2 separate regions of the Gossypium hirsutum genome follow, and region 1 is linked to region 2. Evidence: chromatin contacts called from public Hi-C data. All regions are on one chromosome and are shown on one strand. The core of a region is the stretch at or near the end of the contact, and the rest is flanking DNA. Distances in the headings are between cores, read along the strand shown. Region 1 has its middle 31 kb from the start of LOC121204243. Region 2 holds the start of LOC107955651.

Evidence for each region. A called contact is a pair of places that touch in the nucleus more often than the background predicts.
Region 1: a contact with region 2 is called in a Hi-C map of leaf, with 2.9 times the contacts expected there. The contact joins the enhancer-like site here to the promoter of LOC107955651 in region 2. A contact is called at or near these places in 2 of 34 Hi-C or Micro-C datasets (both in leaf).

The regions. Positions count from the first base shown.
Region 1 is chrA07:87,319,541-87,322,240 of Gossypium_hirsutum_v2.1, reverse strand. No RefSeq gene overlaps it. Among protein-coding and RNA genes, the nearest start is that of LOC121204243, 31 kb to the right of the region's middle. Within about 2 kb of position 1,275, at least 9 of the 9 cell types and tissues checked have an H3K27ac peak or open chromatin away from gene starts, as enhancers often do. A contact at or near this core is called in leaf, where this site is marked.
Region 2 is chrA07:87,165,388-87,168,275 of Gossypium_hirsutum_v2.1, reverse strand. LOC107955651 reads left to right here and starts at 1,364. Exons shown (of 3, transcript XM_016891454.2): 1 at 1,364-1,711; 2 at 2,358-2,888. The coding sequence starts at 1,529.

The DNA.
Region 1 (2,700 bases), core at 26-2,525, 150 kb before region 2:
CACCAAAATGTGGGCATTGCCTACCCTTAGTGAGACCTCCAGATTTCTCAGATGAGGTAAGGATCACGTTGAAACCACAAATAGCCATCCAAGAAATTTGCCCAAGCAGATTTTTAGTCCTCAAATCATTCCAAAGAAAATGGCGCGCTTGCCTGTTGGGGCTACCATAGATAAAAGAAATAATGATAGGATGCAGAAGGCATCTGCCAAACCCAAGCCAAAATAAATTGTGGATGACTACGAACCACCTCAAAACGAACAGAATCTTTCCATTTTAGCCAAATACCCCCAGAAAAGCCGATCGCCTTCACACGATGGGAAAACTGGAACCCAAACTTTGTAATAATTTTGTTAGCCTTGGCTCCACTTACTCTTGGTTTAAGAAGACTAACAATAGCCGGTTTTTAATTCCATATAATATTCCCAAAAAAATTCTAGGAAATTTAACATTAGCACAGCCCTGACAGTTCCACGAAAAGACGGTAATATTCATTAAAAAATAATAATAAAGAAAAGAGACCAAACCTAAATTTCAAGGCCGTTATTGCCCTCTAAATTAGAACCAACTCCATCTAGCTCAGCACTCAAACTCTTGCTGAGAATTTGAGAAGATAAAAGCTACGCCATCGCCTCCATAGACTCTGCTAGAGGAATGCGCATGTTCCCAGAAGTTTTGAACCGATTCCCTTTACCTCGTAGAGAAAAAGAGGTCTTACGGTTGCTTCGACTACCATCGCTTCTTCTGTCTTTAGAATTGTTTAAAATAAGACTTGAGACCAATTCTAGCAACTCCATAGACCCCAAATCCAATTTAACCTGTTGTTTAGAAAGAATCTTTTTTTAAAAAAAATAACAGCAGAATGCTTACATGGATCAAGAGTATTATCAGATATAGGAACAATAAAGCTTTCGGACTCATCAAACACGGGATTATAATGTGCTTTAATTTTTTCCAAGTCTTCGGCATCAATATTGGTTTGATTTTTAGAAGCCAAGGGACCTTGAGCACCTACTACATCGAAATGGGTATCATTTTGTGAATCTACACAATTCAAAACTGCTGAAACAACGTTAGAAAAATTTGAAATGTGTAATTTATCCGAAGATTCCTCATTATTATTATCCAAATCGTCCAAACCCATAGGCCTTTTCCCCAAAGATTTATTCAAAATATCTTTGGACATTTGGCCCATTCCTTCTAAATTCTCACTACCCAAACCTTTCTTCATATTAGACCTATTAGGTAAGCCCATCCCTTTATTAACCCTATGACCAGCCTTGTCAAGAGAAACCCCCTCAATATTTTTACTAACACTAGGTTTAAAACCCTTTAGATTAGCAGCCACCTTCCTATTTTCATTTTCCCTTAAAAATCCTCCATCAACCGATCCCCCTTCACCAATAAAATCCTCCTCCCCCATCAACACCGAGAATCTAATCCCTAACGGTTGCTTTGACTGTTTCTCCATAACCTCCATCAAGAAATCTCTCTTCCCTCGTCGTGAATATCTCTTTTCCACCAACATCCATGGCCCAAACTCCGGCTCTTTCTCCTTGCTTCTAGAAACCATTGAATCGTCGTCCGATTTGCCTCCATTTGAACTGCCCACCCCGCACGACGATTCTCTATGAGGCACCACTAGATTTTGTTCTATTACAGCCATTGTGCACATTTCTTTAACGTGCCCATACTTACCACAAGCGAAGCAAACGGTCGGAAGGGCCTCGTATTCAACGCGTTGGATGGCTCCATCAGCAATAACCTGTGAAATTAAAGGTTTTTCCAAGTTAATATAAACGGCCAATCGAGCAAATCTCCCTCTGGTTTGGTTGTCAGTCTGAACATCAAGTTTGACCATCTTCCTGATGAGGCCCCTAATGGCTTCTATTATTTTCCGTTTATAAAGGTGTCCCAGAAGATTCGACAAACGTATCCAGGCCAGCACCATGCTAGGGTAAGGTTGTGAGGGACTAAAATGTTTAGTCCACGGATGGACAGTCAGGTACTGGTCATAGACAATCTAAGGGCCTTGCCACAATACTCTATTATAATCCTCAATAGCCTGAAATTTAACCAAAAAATATTTGTTAGTAGTGTCCATTATTCAAATAGAATTCACTGGTTTCCAAAGAGAAAGAATGCGATTATGTAGGGCATTATAACTAATGTTACGCCCTAGAAGTTTAACGATGACCGTCAATTTCATTTCTCTGAAAAGAATGTTCTTTATACGATCTGAAAAAGTGATAGTCGGGACACCATCAATAGTGGTTGTATTCACATCTCCTTCAAGCAACTCAAAATCATTTTCGTTCCTCTCAATAGGAACAGTATGATCCAGGCTAGAATCAATAGTAAAACCCCCCAAAAGTTTGTCTTTCCATGACAAAATCGGTTTTGGGTCCGGATCCCCATCCATAATGATGTCTTCTTCAACTAGATTATCTTTAAATCTCACTTTTTTAGTATTACGATCACTTTCAAGATGAGGACTACCACCCCATTGTTGCCAGAAAGTTGCAAGTTAGAGAGCATTTTTTTAGCTTCCAGATATATATGTCTGCAATTATTAATTTCATAGGATTGGAGAGAATTCATTGCAAATAATTCTGTACACATTTTAATACTACTGATTAAGGTGATTTTCATTTATTAGCACATAGTTGCTCATTAAAATGAGCTTTCACATATACCATTAT
Region 2 (2,888 bases), core at 115-2,614:
CTTCAATACTGTAGAGTTATGTTCACTTACAAATTTAAAAATTGCAACCTCAGATACATCTAATCATAATGAGATTTAAATACATTTATCACATTTCGATAGTCATATTTCTCTTAAATTAATCCACAATTCAAGTGTCTTTCACAATCAAACCCCATCTTTTTCTATCCTTTTCAAAATTGAAAAGACAGATATCCAAGCATCATATATAATATAATTCAATAACAAAATCTTTCCATACCAAAATAGGTATATATTCATAGCAAGCATGATTCATACAAAATATAATTTTTTTCGTCATTCTTAAAAATATAAAATTAAAAAAAGTTAATCAGATAAACCATAATCAATTATGAATTAAAATTAAAATAAATCTAGACATAAAATATTTTTAAAGAAAACTTCCTGTAAATCCATGCATATGGTGTCTATGCCTAGAAGAATAGATCTAATCTTTAATCGTTGAATGGTAACAAATTGTACAGATACAAATAAATTTCTTGGTGCATATTTTTCAAAATGACGTGATAGCCTAGTGATTAAAGGCAAGGATGGTTATTAATGGTCTCGAGTTTGAATCCTTATCTTTTCTAGTTTTCCCTTCTCTTTCTTTTCTCTGAACTTGATAGGCTTTATAAATTTCTTGACGTAAATTAACAATGGTATTTGGGTAGTTGAGTGGTTAAAAGATTATGAGAATTAAGTTTTTGTCATTTTAGGAACAGAAAGTTTTATTTTATCCCCTATAGATGCTAAGTTTCAAGTGGTGGCTAATTGAAAAAGGAATTCTTATTGCATAGACAAGATTGTGATTTGGAAATTTACATGGTGGTCGAATGATTAAGGAGCTTGGAAAAAAATTGAGGGTTCGAGGTACGAGTACAAAGCTCATGTTGTGTTTGGAAATTCTTTTTCTCTTTTTCAAAATTGGGAAAAAATTAGGAGAAATGAGAAAAAAATTTAGAAAAGAAACTAAGAGGGGATCATATTGATAACTTGTTATGAAATAAATAATAACTAAGGTAAGCAACCAAAGAAATAGAAGAACAAAGAGGACTATGAACTTTATTGATTAATAAGGATGATTACAATGTTTCTACATTTATAAACATACAAAATATAAGTTATATAAAATTCTATTCCTAACGAACAATTAGAATTCTAATATATATCAAACTTCTTATCTCAATAAACATATATTTCTATAATAATAAAATATTTATAACAAAATTAATTTAATTTGAGTAAGTAATTTTAAGTTAAATAGGGAGTTTTTAAATTGGGATTATTAGATTTGGTAGGTGTAAACCCGGCCCATTTATTGGGTAGAAAGGCCCAGACCTTTCTCGAACTTATATGGAAAGCAAAAATTAAAACAGTTCTTTGCTTCCCGAAATCTTGACCAACTCTACAACTCCTTCCTTTTATATTTTCATTAAACATCACAAATTTCAAACAATCTTAAACAGCAAGAAAAAATATATCCCAAACCAACTTTTCGAAGAAATTAAGAGAATTTTTTGAAGTTATGGATTTTGAGCTAAGGAGAGCCAGAGAGAAGCTTGACAAAGAGCAGAGGGAAAGGAAGGAAAGGGCCAAGCTGAAATTAGATAGAGAGAGGAAAGCAAAAGAAGAGGCTAAGAAACAACGAGATGCCATTGAAGCTGCTCAAAGATCTAGAAGGCTTGATGCCATTGAAGCTCAGCTCAAGGTACTACTATCCCCCCCCCATCTTTTTATTGGTTTTTTGAAATATATGTTTGTCGATCTTTCTATTGAATTTGAATATAATAATCCGGAAATTAACTTTCATTGTCATTGTTAGGCGGTTAGATGGGAACTATTTTATGGGGAAATTATTGAATTTTTCATTGGTTAGGTTTATTGAGATCATATACGTTGTGTCGATTCGCATCAAAATTTCGATACGGCAAACGATGCTTTACTTGAAATAGCTAAAAACATGGATGTGTATTGCAACTGAATATGTGTTGGGTTTTGAAAAAAATATGAAAGCCCACAACAATTTGGCTAACACAATAGTAAGAGGTAATCTTGATTGTTCTAGAATCAGGGTTTAGCTCACTTTGTTTTTGCAACCACCTTTAAAAGGTGACGTCCAATTTGTTTGAGTTCAATTCCAGTGTTTACAACCCTTTTTCCTATTATCTGTAAGTTTTAATTACTGAACATACCTTGAGTTAATTATTCTATTTGGATATTTCAATCTACCATGGTTTATGTATGAACTCTTATGATTGCTTGATGCCTGCGTATATGCTTTAATTATTTTGTATTGACATTTTTTGGTACATTTAGTAGTGGGCGCTTCTAATATTTTTATTTGTCTTGCTCAGGCTGAACAGCAAATGGGAGAAAGTTTACTCGCGGGAAGAGGAGTAGTGTTTTATAAAATCTTAGAAGCTGTACCTTTTCAGGGTAGTGGAGATAAGATCAAATTGCCACCATCCTGTTTCACAGAATTGTCTGATCAAGGTGCATTTGACAAGGGACCGATGTACTTTCAGTTGTCGCTGGTTCATCAAGAGGGTTCTTCTGCTACTAAGGATGATGAAAAGGGAAATAATAGGACCACTCATTCAGGTGTTTTGGAATTCACTGCAGATGAAGGTTCTGTTGCAATTCCTCCCCATGTATGGAGTAATTTGTTCCCTGTGGATGCTCCAAATATTCCCTTGGTTGAGGTTCGCTACGTTCGACTTTCAAAAGGTACATATGCTAAACTTCAACCAGATGGAATTGGCTTTTCTGACTTACCAAATCACAAGGCCATTCTTGAGACAAGCCTTCGTCAGCATGCTACCCTTTCTCAAGATGATGTTCTTACAGTTAAATATGGGGAGTTGACATATAAGTTACGTGTTCTT